Linked DNA regions of Anas platyrhynchos: region 1 is linked to region 2. Evidence: chromatin contacts called from public Hi-C data. All regions are on one chromosome and are shown on one strand. Each heading gives the region's core, a stretch centred on a gene start, on an enhancer-like site or on the middle of the called end of the contact. The rest is flanking DNA. Distances are from core to core; before and after follow the strand shown. Region 1 holds the start of LOC140002160 (a long non-coding RNA gene). Region 2 holds the start of EGLN1 (egl-9 family hypoxia inducible factor 1).

The links. Hi-C and Micro-C count contacts between places; a contact is called where the count stands out from the background.
Region 1: a contact with region 2 is called in a Hi-C map of subcutaneous adipose tissue, with 3 times the contacts expected there. The contact joins the enhancer-like site here to the promoter of EGLN1 in region 2. A contact is called at or near these places in 3 of 8 Hi-C or Micro-C datasets (liver, skeletal muscle and subcutaneous adipose tissue).

What each region holds. Positions count from the first base shown.
Region 1 is chr3:44,334,326-44,341,604 of IASCAAS_PekinDuck_T2T, forward strand. It overlaps LOC140002160 (a long non-coding RNA gene), which reads right to left and starts at 6,869. Exons shown (of 3, transcript XR_011808286.1): 1 at 6,731-6,869; 2 at 6,272-6,552; 3 at 5,781-5,945. Within about 2 kb of position 3,271, at least 4 of the 8 cell types and tissues checked have an H3K27ac peak or open chromatin away from gene starts, as enhancers often do. A contact at or near this core is called in subcutaneous adipose tissue, where this site is marked.
Region 2 is chr3:44,294,689-44,301,926 of IASCAAS_PekinDuck_T2T, forward strand. It overlaps EGLN1 (egl-9 family hypoxia inducible factor 1), which reads left to right and starts at 4,339. Exons shown (of 5, transcript XM_005024325.6): 1 at 4,339-5,540. The coding sequence starts at 4,596. LOC119716518 (a long non-coding RNA gene) reads right to left here and starts at 4,011. Exons shown (of 2, transcript XR_011808285.1): 1 at 1,132-4,011; 2 at 1-50.

The DNA of each region.
Region 1 (7,279 bases), core at 2,021-4,520, 39 kb after region 2:
GTACTCAGCAGCAAAGACTTTGAAGACATTCATGGGACTTGCTGGGATTTGGATCTCATCTGCATCTTTGGGAGGTGGGTACGAATCTGCAGAAACTTTGGGGCTCTGACAATCGGCTTTCATATGAAATAACAATTTAGCCTTTCTTTTTCGTGAATGTGAAGTAAAACTTCAATGCGAATGATTGCTGCAAATGCACTGAAGCCTGTTTGTGCTATTACACTGCTGCAGGAGCTCTGCGAGGTGCCTGCTCAATCAGACCTGTCAGGTGGGAGCAGACAGCAGCTGAGAGAATGGGGTTCGAGGTCCTCTGCCCTACCAGACAAAACCAGTTCCAGAGAATTTGCTCTGTTGGCTTTTGCAACCACTTACTCCGTTCCATCGAGCTTTTCCCCGTAGCTTTGAAGATGACTGAATGTAAGCACATTTATCCATTTCCTAAAAAAAGACAAGAAAGGAAAAAAAAAAAAAAAAAGCCCATAGCTCCCCTCCCCCCCCCCCCCATGGAAGTGGAAGTAAAAAAAGTGGAAGGAGCACATGAGATGCAAATCACCAACCCACTGGGGATAAACTGAAGTCCTTACTTAGCATGACAGGGAGGAAGGAAGAGTTTAATAGAAATAGTAAAGTAGGACAGGAAGAGACTGATGCCTGAGCCCAAAATAAGAGGCACGTGGAGTGGGTGAGAGGAATATGGAACACAACCAAGCACAAATGTTATATTTGGACTGGTAACAGTTTCTGCATTTTTCAGGAAGGATTAATATAACTATCTTGTGAACAACATGGCAATAAATGCTGGAAAAGGTGACCAGGTAGTTTAGTTTATAAGCCAGCATCTTTGTGTGGCTGAAGATTTGAAGGGCACAGCTCTCACCTGGGTGCTGAGGGTTGTAAAATACACAGGTGGGCTGCTCTGGGGCAGAGCCCAAACTGGAAACCCATTTTTGTCTTCAAATTTGGTTGGACACGGGAAACAAAATTTCATCTCAGAATGTGAGATGAAATGAGGTGAGAAAAAATTAAAGAAAAAAAAAAACTCAAAACTAGCATAAATCCTGTGTGTTATAAATATATCTTGTTTGCATTAGTATATGTAAGCAAGCTTTAAAAATAATGAAGTTTTAAAAGTAATAAGGATTACATTGTAGTAGATGTAGATGACATGGTGAAACATAAGGCTAAAAATGTAAGAAAACTAGAATTTTGGACCCTGATTAATTGCTGCTGCAATCTAGAGAAGGTTTTCCATTAAAAAACAAACAAACAAAAACCACTAGTTTTAGAACAAACTAAACACAACCAGCCCCAAACCTGACAAATACAATCTCAACTGTTGGTGACTGCAGTGCCTTGAGTTCCTGGAGCTGAAAGATGTTTCAGAACTGTTTTTGTTTGAGCACTTGGCAGCATCTTCGGACATCAAGGAGTAACCATTTCTCCAAGGAAAATGTGGTTCTGGAAACCACTAACATTTGGTAAAGAGACACATGGCCACGTGTAATAACTGGATCTGTTTTCTGAGATGAGAACCCAGCTGACACTGCTCCTTTCAGCGAAGATGGTGTGCCAACAACAAAACACAAAAAGTTTCAGCTGCCAGCATGGGCATATTTACTTTCCCTTTACTTCCCCTTCCCCAGCCGCAATATAATAATGGGCACACATTCTGCACAGTCACATTCTCCTCAAGAAACTGGCTGCTCTTGGCTTGGACTGGCGCACGCTTCGTTGGGTTAGAAACTGGCTGGATAGCCGGGCCCAGAGAGTTGTGGTAAATGGAGCCAAGTCCAGTTGGAGGCCAGTCACTAGTGGCGTCCCCCAGGGCTCGGTGCTGGGGCCGGTCCTCTTTAACATCTTCATCAATGATCTGGATGAGGGCATTGAGTGCACCCTCAGTAAGTTTGCAGATGACACCAAGCTAGGTGCGTGTGTCGATCTGCTGGAGGGTAGGAAGGCTCTGCAGGAGGATCTGGATAGGCTGCACCGATGGGCTGAGGTCAACTGTATGAAGTTTAACAAGGCCAAGTGCCGGGTCCTGCACCTGGGGCGCAATAACCCCAAGAAGAGCTACAGGCTGGGAGAGGAATGGCTGGAGAGCTGCCAGGCAGAGAAGGACCTGGGAGTGATGGTGGACAGTCGGCTGAATATGAGCCAGCAGTGTGCTCAGGTGGCCAAGAAGGCCAACGGCATCCTGGCTTGTATCAGAAACACTGTGACCAGCAGGGCTAGGGAGGTGATCGTCCCCCTGTACTCGGCTCTGGTGAGGCCGCACCTCGAGTACTGTGTTCAGTTCTGGGCCCCTCGCTACAAGAAGGACATCGAGGTGCTTGAGCGGGTCCAGAGAAGGGCGACGAAGCTGGTGAGGGGCCTGGAGAGCAAGTCCTATGAGGAGCGGCTGAAGGAGCTGGGCTTGTTCAGCCTAGAGAAAAGGAGGCTCAGGGGTGACCTTATCACTCTGTATAAGTATATTAAAGGAGGCTCTAGCGAGATGGGGGTTGGCCTGTTCTCCCATGTGCCTGGTGACAGGACGAGGGGGAATGGGCTAAAGTTGCGCCAGGGGAGTTTTAGGTTAGATGTTAGGAAGAATTTCTTTACTGAAAGGGTTGTTAGACATTGGAACAGGCTGCCCAGGGAGGTGGTTGAGTCACCATCCCTGGAAGTCTTCAAAAGACGTTTAGATGTAGAACTTAGGGATATGGTTTAGTGGGGACTGTTAGTGTTAGGTCAGAGGTTGGACTCGATGATCTTGAGGTCTCTTCCAACCTAGAGATTCTGTGATTCTGTGATTCTGTGATTTTAAAGCACAAGCAAGAACTGTAGTAGTAGCTTAACTCTCTTTGGACCTGAAGTTTTGTTCTATGTAGAACTCTAAAGGGATGTAGGTAACAATTTCTAAACTTCTTACGTTAATTTTTTTTCCTCATGCACTGTGAGAATATATATATTTTTTCTTTTTAAAGCTTTATTTTAAATAGCACGAGTAGGAAGCAACTTTACGTAGCTAAGAGCCACAATTTTGTATGAAATAATCTGCAAGGGAGTGTATTTACAGTAAAAATTAGGCTTCTACAAAACCAAGAGAGCACATAGTGCTCATTTTTTTTTCTGTTTGGCTCTTTTTTTTTTTTCTTTTTTTTTTTTTTTTTGCGTGATAATTTTCACTTATGACTCAGCAAACCTGCCCGCATTAGCTGCTATCTGTAGGGCACGTAGCAGGAATGCAGGAACACGTCGGGAACCTCAGAGCGAGCCGGAGCGAAGCAACAGCGAGCAGCGGGGTCCCCCTAGTGCTGCCACCGGCACGAGTTTGGGCTGGGAGGCTTTTGTTGTTGCAAGCTCTTCTTTAGGTCCTTGTGAGGCTGCTTCACCTTGATGTCACCTGCAGCCTTACATCCACTGCGGCTGGGGATGAAGGAGCAGGGAGCAGAGGAGGCAGTGGTTGCACCTCCAGCACTAACAGGAGGCTTGAAAGTTTGTTCCAGCATCCTTGGGCAAGAGTGCATGGAGAACAGCAGCTCTACCCAGCGTGCCCGGTGCCATTTCTGCCCGTGCACCTGCCTGGGGGGCCCTGCACGCTTTTGGATCCTTGTCTTTGTCCAAGGAGAGCCCTGGTTTCCAGGCGGCGTTGAGTCCCGAAGCATTGTCCCAAGCACTGTCAGCTGACCTGCAGGCGTTTCCACTCTACCCTCATGTGGGCAGTGGATTGAATCATAAAATACTTGGCTGAGGGAAATATTTGAGGTTGCTGGGTGATTCCAGGAGGTCAAGTGGTAGCTAAGCCCTTGAACGAGGAGAACACAAAATGCCTAGAGAAGAGCCCGTGACAAGTCCCAGCCAGGAGCATTGCCTCCGGCTGCTGCTGCTCCCCACGTCCCTGCTGTTGGACACCCAGGAGCCATTTGACATGAAGCTTGGGTAGGGACCGACTCCAGGAGACTGGAAACTGGTGCAGGATCCACAAGCAGAGCGTCTAGCTGCAAATCTGAAAATGACACTTCAACACAGAAACAAGTGCCTGTGCCCACATGTCCCAGCGTGGGCTGGGCTCGACACATCATACAACAACCCAGTGCTGGGGATGCTTGCCCAACAGCAGAGACTTCGGCTCCCTCTGCCCTTTCTGAAGAAGTTAATGCCCATTTCTCTCGGTTTCTGCTCCAGGGTGGGCACAGACTGACCGTGACCCTACAAATGGTTCAGTGCCTGCACTGCTAGCAGTGCAAAGCCTTACTTTTAGTGGGGGAGAGCTCAGCTACAGCAGAGTCCTGAGGGACTTCTGTTGATTCCCTGAGGAAATTCAACATTTCTAGAGCATGTAAAGGAATGAGGAGGAAGTCTGGATTAAGGCCATTGTAGGCATCTTCCTCCAACCTCAGGTGTCCTCGTTGTTTCTGGAGAATGCTGGCATCCAAAATGCCTTGCAAAAAGCTCCAATGCCATTACTTACTACCTGGGACATGTGTCTGCTTTGACAAAACTGCATTTCAAGAAGCAAGTGCCTGCACAAACGTTAGCAGTAAAACCTCTTGGGTGGTGTCCTCTTAACTCTGCGAAATTGCCGGGGAAATGCTGCCAGATAGCTTGAATAGTCTTTTGGGGATTTGCAGGGCCTGAAGGCCCTCCCACTTCCTGCCATCAGATGCTTTTCCTGCCTCCTAAATCTCCTCTAGGTACATTCCAAGTTGGTTACATCTAAGCTTTAATTCACGTCATCTGAAGCACCGATAATCCTGGCTCCCCCTCCACGGCTCACTGAAGAAGCAACAATTAAAAATTTGCCTTTCCAGCCAGGCTGTGAGGAGCAGTGACGCAGCTGCCCACTCCTTTGCCAGGCTTGGCAGGGCACAGCTTCCTTTCACCTTTTTTTCCTGCGTGTCATGCCGTGCCCGGCTCCTCCTGAGGTCTCTGATGCTCAGGCTGGAGTTTTGTCCTTCCTGGATGTGGCCAGGGTGGGGGCGGTGAGGAGAGCTGCCTGTGCTGAACCTTGCAGTCAGAGGAAAAAAGCAGCAAAACAAAAGCAGCAGCTGGAAAAAAGCCGATGGCTGGAGATGGTGTGAGCACTGCTAGGCTGTTCCACTGTGAGGGCAAGATGGATCTCAACTGCATTCAGCTGTGATTTCCGTCCATCCTGAAGTGCTCATGGGGTTGTAAAACAGAATATCAGGACTGTGAAGGTGGGAAGTGGCTACTGGAGAAGGTCTGGTACAGATCCCTACTCCTGAGCAGTCACCCTGACCCAGCTGCTCAGTCAGGGTTTGTCTTCAAGGAGGGAGACTCCAACACCTCTGGGCAAACTCAGAATCAGAATCATTAAGGTTGGAAAAGCCCTACAAGATCACAAGATCCAACCACCCCCCTACAGGGACGATCACCTCCCTGGTCCTGCTGGCTACACCATTCCTGATACAAGGAATGTTCCTCTGCAGGTGTGTTCTCTACACCCCTCACACAGCAGCCCTCACTTGGCCCACTGCCTCCCACGTGGCTGCTGCCCCAAGCCCCTTGGTACCAAAAGGACGGACGCAGGTTCTGTAGGGATGATCTTTATTGAGCTGGGAGAAGTGGTCTGCTACCAACAGAAATTTTCCGGAGTCTCCCAGCCAGCTCTGCTGCACACGCATGCTCCTGCTGTCCTCTGTGGAGCAACAAAGCAGAGCCACGTCCTTTGGGATGCCAGCGGTCCCAGCGGCACCTCAGGGAGGATGGAAAAGGAGACTCCTCCTCAGAGGTCCTCATGAGATGAATGGCGAGTCCCCGCTGGCTGTTGTTCTGGCTGGGCGTGGGCAGCCCACCAGGGGACAGCTGGCATTGTCGGTGGTGCCCACGCAGGGAGGAGGTGTTCAGGGCGATGTTGGCATCCAGTTGTCAGGGGAGATGCCTTCAGCGCAGCGAGAGCCTTCGGAGGGCTGAGGTGTGTCCTGCCTCACCGGCTCGCTGTCAATCTGAAGAGAATTAACTGTCAGGTGGTTGAAAATGCTGTGCCACAATTACTAGCCAGGCACTTCCTTCCACCTGCCCCTTTTCCCAGTGCGATGCCTACCCTCTCACGGGCCTGAAGGTCCTAAGCCCAAGGGCTACCCCAACAGGTCGTGGGCATTCCCTGGCCACTGCCATCCTACAGGGCCGTGGGTGGTGGCCGGGCCACGCGCCCCTTTCCCTGGGTCATGGGCTCCTCCTATGGGGCAACCCCCAGCCACGGGTTCCGAGCTCCTCTCCCCCCTTCTCCTGGAGCATCAGCCTCCCCAAACCCATGGCCAGCAGCACTCACTCGCCGCGCTCCCTTTCCTGTCACCGGTGCACGGGATGCACGCTCTAGATGAATTTGCGGAGGGGACGCACGGGGGCTGTTCTTTTCCCGTGCTTGTTTTGTGCCTTCTTCCTCCAACATGGCAGCCCAAGCTGTTGCAGGCGGAGCTGGTAGAGGTGCTTCAGGCACCTCACCATGATGGCAGCGTTGGCCTCCGTCCGTCCGAGCAAGGCGCCATCATCCAGAGCGTCCTTTCCCCGGCGGTCTGTCCAAAAGGAAGCTGAGGCCCGCCGGCCCGTGCCCTGGAAGCAACAAGAGAAGCGGCACAGTGAAGGGCAGGGACGAGGGCTCACGAGGTGGCGAATTGTCCTGCTGGGCTCGGCTTCCTCCGGAGCTTCCAGCCTCGTAGGACTGCTCCGGGCAGCCGTGGGGGCTCACAACAGCTGGCCCTTTCCTGCACGCGGCGTCTCCAGCACTCACCTGTCTGAGGCGTCTCTTTACTCTTCTCCAGAGGCTGTGGGCAAGCAGCCCCACGCCAAGGAAGCAGATGGTGTCCCAGTGGCTGCACAGCAGCCAGACTCTCCCGCCCAGGGCAAGGTATTCCCAGAAGTGGAGCAGGTCGGAGGGCTGGTGCTCGGTGCCGATGGGATGTAGCTTTGGGCCCTCTGAAGGGTCCACGGAGTTCAGCCTGAGCCGGATCCAGCTGGGGCAGCTGGAAAGCCCGAGGCTGCAGGGCCAGTTGGAGACCTGGTGCTTGGCACCTAGGCTCCGGCTGACCCTGACCCTTTCCCAGCAGTGGTGGCCGCAGAGACCAAGGCCACATGCCTGGAACACAGCCACGGCCAGAGCCGTGACCAGGAGGAGAGCCAGGATGAACTTCATCCTGCTCTCTCCTGGTGAACACAAATTGACACTGGGATGGCTGTCACGCTGAGCAGAGCTCCAGCAGTGACCACCTCTGCTAGCGGCAGTGACCAACAGCACTAGAGGCAGTGACCAACAGCACTAGAGGCAGTCACCAGCAGCACT
Region 2 (7,238 bases), core at 3,089-5,588:
AAGAGACTTTCTTTACCTCCGAGCCCCTTGTTCCGAGCTAGAAGACGTGTCTGTGTCAAAATAGAGAACAACTTGTGGAGCAGTTAAGATAAATATGACCTACATGAGCTCTGTTTTCAAAACAGCTTATCGCTGTATCAGAGCCTAGATTTCAAATAGCGTTTAAAAAATGTTCTTTAGAAGTAACTTTCTGTCCATAACAGGGCTTTAAGCACCCCGAGGGCCTGCTGGCTTGCTTAAGTTAGAGGCCAAAAATGTACATAATTGTCAATCTTTAGCAAGACAGGGAGTTCTTTTCTAACCAGAGCCAGAAATACTCCCTCTGGAGAAACCTCACAAACAATGTGGAAAAAGCTTTTGAACTTCTCATGGTACAAATTTTAAAATGAAGACAAGACTGGAATAAGTCGGTCTTGAGCTTTTCCTGAGCTCTGCTGCATTGCCGTAGCTTTACAGAAATAGATGTCTCGTAGCAGCATCTCCAGAAGAAAAAAAAAGAGAGAAAAGAACATTGTCTTATACTGTAACTCACTACTGTAACTCTCTTTTATTTAAATATGAATACAATTATTAAAGCAGTCAACCGTCTTAATCTGCATAAATCTCTCTTGATCAACCCCAACTGTATTTTTGGTGTAATAAACAGGCTACATTCCCAGAGAAGCAAATGCATATCATTTCAGACAGATTCAGGGACAGCAAAAACAATTTCGGCTGAAGAGCCTGGAGGAATCCCGCAGCATTAAACACTGAGCTATTCAAGTTTACACAAAGTAATTGAGAATACTTCTCCTTATAATTTAGCCCAACCCTTATAATCTCAGATTATAATGAAAGGTGTTTTTTTTTTCCTTTCAACATTACAACATTATGATATTCAGTGATAAACAACCAAATTATTTCATTAATTTCAGAAAAAAAAAAAAAAATTGAGGGAGACTCTGCGATGGTGTCAACAAGCAAAAGGCAGGGTGCAACGTGGCCCAGAGTACTGAGGATTAATCCCAGGGCTGTGAGCCCGACCTTGTGTTGTCCTAGGGGCCGTGTGCCACCTTACACGGTGCTGAGCAGCGTGTGTACGGTGCAGGACAGTGCAGGAGCACCTGGTACTCCGCGTGTAGGGGACAGTACCTGCAAGAGCAGAGCATCAAGCCCTCGGTGTATCAGAGCCTGGGCTGGCCACAGAGCACCTTGACGTGTCCCAGCTGTCACAGAAGGAAACCAGGTGTGCTCTTCTGCAGGGGTCAGAGCCAGGCAGCACCCTACGTGCTCCGCATCAGCATGACTGGATGAACCCTTCCCGGCTCTGCAGAAACGGGGGCAATGTTTGAGAGGTGAATAAACCACGCTAACCCTTTGAGTGCCTCGGAAAAAGAGCGTGCGTTCAGCAGAGGAGCACCTGCATGGCCTCGTGGATGTTCTTTGTACAGCGTGTCCTGATTAGAAAGGAAGCGAGCTTAGCGGAGAATCCAACTGAGACAAACAGTTCTCTGGTTTTATTTGGAAAAGCTGCAAACCTGTTACAGTTCACTTGCTAGTATGAAAGCTAGCTTGAAAAATGCCACTGCCGAGATCAATGAATAATGGCTTACGTGGAATAAGGGCAGCCAGGCTGAAGAACACAGTGGAGTGGTCTGGGGGGGGGAAAGAGCAAATGCTATAGGTCCACCAGTCCTAAATACAAACTGTGACACCGTCACAGCAAAACTATCTGAAAATGGGATGTATTTTACTTTATTTCTAAGCTGCTTTTGTTCTGTGAATCCAATGCCTGTAATCTTGCTGTTTTGCATTCCCCCCTTCCCCTGGGCTTCAAAGATTCTTTTGGTTGCTTGTACAATCTTACCACTGCAGTACTCCAACTATATAAAGCACATGTAAGGATAGATAAATGCACCTATTATTACTACTTCACGAAAACAGGAAAGTTATTCATTGACCAGCCTATTTTTTTTAGGCATTTCTAATAAACACATCAGATCTGTATCTAAGTGGTGATAAAAAAAAAAAAAAAAAAAAAAACCTCTGACCTTGCATTAAGTTTATCCCACATCCTCCTCCTCATGACTGGTACAACTTTAGAGACTTTTTATCTGCATTCTCTGTGAATCGATCATGTCTCATCACTGCCCAGTAACCCTTCAAGCTCATTTCCAGCACCCACTGGCACACACAAGAAATTAGCTCTCTTGGAAACGCCAAGCTAGGGAGCCAGTGGAGAGCAACTCGCAGGAAAGAGAGGAGGCAGTACCCTCCCCCTCCGTTTTGGCAACCATCGTGTTGGTCATTTTGCTTTGTATACTGTATGTTCCTTTCTGTCATGCTCTGCCCTTATGCTGTCTTTTAAGGAACAAGCTCTCTGGCAATGAATAGAGTCTTTATATGCTTGGAAAACATTTCTAGCACGTTGTAGACACAATTGTGATATAAATAGTCATTGTTTTCAGAATTTCCCTACCACCGCTCTTTTCTTCAGTTTTGTCACTGGAGCACAACCTCTATGGAATTGTTTTGTGCCCCTGGTGAAGTGCTATAACCATAAAATATGGCAAATATTTTGTGTATTTGAAAATGGATTTTGTTGATCTTGTTTTGTTTTTTTCTGTTGACCACGCTGGGAACACAGTAGTACATCAAGACAGCCTGAAGTAGTTCAGCACATTAGTAACCGTAAAAATTAAGACCAAGACCTTTAATTGCATCCCAAAAGACATGTGGGAAAGAGGGAAAGAACAAAGGAGTTTTTAAGTCAAATTTGCCCACGAATTAATAACTATCATTTGGTTTTAGCCAGACACCATATTCGTACCTTGGTCCTTTTCTTATTTGTTTCATGGTTGGACTACCGGGCTCTGAGCCTGTGACTTTCATCTCCATTATGTTTGCCAAAGGAGTACACAACAAACACAAAAGGTCTTTAACTCTTCAGTTTCTCCCTGGCATTGTTTGCATTTCTGAAGTTTTTGAAAATAACAGGCTTGACTCTTTCACCATTTAGCCTGGTTTAACGATGCTCTATGTCCAAAGAATTCAGCCGTATTAATCTCAGCTTAAAGCACGCTAGAGGAATGCCTAGTATTTCTGACCTACCTCATATTGCTGTAGTCAGTGAACAACTGCCATTAAACCTAGATTAAAATTCTGTCCCCTTTATGCTCTGGACTTAAAATGTGGTTTTAAACTACTTCCTTCTGCCTCTACCATTATACTGTCCTCCCTTTAAGAGCCATGAACACAGAAATTACTAACCTGTGACTCTGTTTTCAGTTCCCAGCTTTTCCAGTTCTTTCAGCTTTTCTTTATTTTAAATTCAGCCTTGGCACTTGCTGATAGCATTCAGGAGATTTCATGGCCATGACACGACCTTGTCCTCTCAGTCCTCCTTTTGCCTTCCTCATAATTCACCCTGTTTTTCCTTCCCTTTTTCTGTGTGTGTATCACAGGCATTTGCAGCCTTGGCACACTTTGCTTCTGCTTTGACATCCTTCACGTAGCACACGCAGTGTCCAACGCCCCTCTAAGGCCTACTGATACGTCAGCTCATTTTAAACCTGGTTCTCTATAGAGAGACGGTGAGAACGAGCCTTATCGATAGCGTGAATGTAGCCATCTTACAGGACTGTATTACAGTCTTAGGCCTCACGACAGCCTGTGAGGAGGGAAAGTGTTGGTATTTCTGTTTGAGAGGTGAAGAAGAATGGATTTGTCCTAAGTCACATGAAAGCCTGTGGCAACGTAGAGGTAGAAAGCCCAAGCCACTCATCTTGGGTTACCAACCAGACGGCTAACCTCACCTTTCTCCCTCCGAATCTAGATATTGCTCATTTCTTTGACTCTTTTTGGATTTTAGGATGGATTTCTGACCAGAAAGGCGGTGTGCACCAGCTGAGGGCTGCTGCCTCTCCCCCCGGCAAACCCATGGAAGGAGCGCGCCTGGGCTGCTCACCGGCTGCCTCTGAGGGGCACCACGGCCACCCCAGCCGCCCAGGAGGCGTCGTGGCGGGCACCAGGCGGGGACACTTTGGGGCAGAGATCAGCGACAACCCCCTCCCGTCCTAAATCCCCCCTCCTCAGAGCCGGGCTCCCCCGCCCTGCCCGGCTCCGCCCGCCCGGCCGCCGCGGCCCCGCCCGCCTGACGCGCCCGCGGCGCTGTGGGGCTGGAAGTGGCGTACGTGCGGAGCGGGCCGCGAGTGTGGCGCCTCCTCCTCGCCCCGACACAGCGCCGGGCGGCCGGAGAAGGAGGAGGAGGGAGGAGAAGGAGGAGGAGGAGGAGGAGGCGGCAGCCGGCGGGCAGCGAGCGGCGCCCCCCGCCCCGCACCGCGCCACCCGCCCGGCCGGCGATGAGGCGGCGCTAGCGGCGATCGCGCCGCACGGGAGGGAGGAGGAGGAGGAGGAGGCAGGCGCCGGGGGGGGCCCCCGCGGCAGCCCCGCGCCTCGGCCGCCCCGAAGGAGGCCGCGGGCCGGCGGGGGCCGCGGCGGCGCCGGGCGGCCATGATGCAGTGAGCGCTGCCTCCCCGCGCGGCCGGCCGGGGGCCCGCCTTAGCGCCGCGGCCGCCCGCCTCCTTACATAACCCCGAGCAGCGCAGCGCAGCGCCATGGCGAATGACAGCGGCGGCGGGGCCGGACAGGGCGGCGGCGGCGGCGGCGGAGGTGGCGGCGGCGGCGGCGGCGAGAGCAGCAGCGGGAGCAGCAGCAGCAGCAGCAGCAGCAGCAGCAGCGAGAGGGACCGGCAGTACTGCGAGCTGTGCGGGAAGATGGAGAACCTGCTGCGCTGCGGGCGCTGCCGCAGCTCCTTCTACTGCAGCAAGGAGCACCAGCGCCAGGACTGGAAGAAGCACAAGCTCATCTGCCGCGGCGGGGGCACGGCGGCGGCGGCGGCGGCAGCGGCAGCCGCAGCAGGGGGCGCTGCCGAGCCCCGCGCGGGGCTCCCCCCGCCGCAGCGGGCTCACGGCGCGGGGGGCGGCGGCCGCCCGGGGGGGGCGGCGGCGGCGGCGGCCCCCGGCAGCGAGGCTCCCGGCGAGGCCGCCCCGCTCAGCCACAACCACGTCGGCGGGGCCGCCGCTGCCGCCGGGGGGGAGGCGGAGGCGGCGTCGGCGGTGCCGGGCGGGGAGGCGGTGCTGCTGTACCGGGACAAGTCGAACCTGTACCCGGGCGGCGGGCAGGCGGGGCCCGGCGGGGCCGCGCTGCGCCCCAACGGGCAGACCAAGTCGCTGGTGCCGCAGCGGCTGGCGCTGGAGTACATCGTGCCCTGCATGAACAAGCACGGCATCTGCGTGGTGGACGACTTCCTGGGCAAGGAGCTGGGCGGGCGGGTGGCCCAGGAGGTGCGGGCGCTGCACCACACCGGCCGCTTCACCGACGGGCAGCTGGTGAGCCAGAAGAGCGACTCGTCCAAGGACATCCGCGGCGACAAGATCACCTGGGTGGAGGGCAAGGAGCCGGGCTGCCAGACCATCCGCCTGCTGATGAACAGCATGGACGATCTGATCCGCCACTGCAACGGCAAGCTGGGCAACTACCACATCAACGGCAGGACGAAAGTGAGTGGGGCGCGGGGGGCAGGGGGCCTCCCCCTGAACTGTGGGGTTGGAAAATAACACAAATAACAACACAAATAACACAAACCCGAAAGCAGCAAACCCGCAGAGTCCCGAAAACGCGGCCCAGGCGGTGCTGGAGCTGCGCTGGGTGTTCCCAAGATCTTCGCACGCTTTTCGTGTTATTTCATTTTATTATGTTTTTTTCCTGCCCAAATCATTTTTTTTCTCTCTGTCGCCGTGTCTTGAGGCTTTCACCGAAAGCCAGTCAAGCTCGCCCATTGTGCCGGGCTGATTTGCAATTCTCCCCGAGCCCTTGAAAATGAAATTCACACCCCGGGTAGAAAGGCCCGGCGATGAATATTCATCAGGAGCTTTTCACTTTTTTAAAAAAGGGGACGGGGAAAGGGAGGGGGGGGGAGAGAGAAGCCCTGCACGCTTTGCTGCTGCCCCCGGTGCAGCAGAAGGGAGGCAGTGAGCTGCCCAGCGCCGGGGCCAGCCACAGGCAGGCTGTTGTTGCTGCAGCTGCAGGACCTCAGCTGCTGGGGAGAGCCTGGCAGGGAGGAGAGAAGGAACAGCCCCGGGTTTGTGCTGGGTGCGCTAAATCCCAGCTCCTCCGATACAGAAAGTGGGTGGGAATTTCCTTTTTCTTGTGCTTTTTTTTTTTTTTTTCTTCCTTTTTGAAACGAGGTCTTTGTGTACCTCTGGTTGAACCGGTACTGTGCTAAAGCTCTCAGCAGGGACGTGGTCTGGATTTCCCCCCCACACCCCCGTTAGCTTGGATTTTTTTAAGCCAATCTATCTTGCAGACGGCTCTAAATCTCTTTAAGGCCCCAGCGCTTGAAACTTGCGCTCTAAAAATATCTGTGGCTTTACTGGGTTTCAGTTTTGTGCAGGAAAGAGGAATACAGCTTCTGTTTCCATCTGCAGCGGTATGCTTCTGTAAATGATACGTGCCAGGGCTTTACAAAAGGGCTTTTGGCATTGTAATGCCGGATCACGCGTGTGATTCCTGAGCTGCTGCATCTTGCCTTTCTCAGTGGTGACTGATGCTTTTGCTAATTGTCAAAGAATGTCTGTGGATGGGGATGAATCCCTCCGTACAGACAGCTTGACGTTTTTCTGGGGTGACGGTAAAGTGATGAACGTTGTTTAGCACTGCTTGGCTTTCGGACACTGCTGAAATCCCCGTGTATTTCAGGGATCAGAACAGGTGCAGTCCTTTGCTCAGCGGTACAGAAATGCTTCACTTTGTCTTCTCGTGTTCCCTTGATCTTCTCCCAGCAAAGCCAGAGCTTGTAGCATGCTGCTGGGTTTGTCAGCATCGGTTCATCAAGTCCGCAAGGACAGCAGCAGTGTGGTGGCCTTCACCTTCTCTCCTTCTGCTGTGCCTTTCCCCTGCCCTTGCTGTCACTGCACGTTTAGGCCAAGGGCTGTGGCAGGGGGCAGCAGTCTGTCAGCCCAAACTTCTTCCACGTGTCCCTTCAGAGCTCCTGGCCCTCTGTAGGGGGCTGGAGGAAGAGGAGTAAAAGTGGAGACACCTGTGGGTTACCTGAAGTCATTTTTTGTCTTTGCTTCTCACCTCACTCCTGCTTTTTCTGGATCTGGGTTTGATTGCGTTCCTGCAGGAGCTGCAGTGTACGTGGGTGTTATTCTTAGCAGTACAGAGGAGTACGCCGTGGAGATGCTGTAATAGCCACA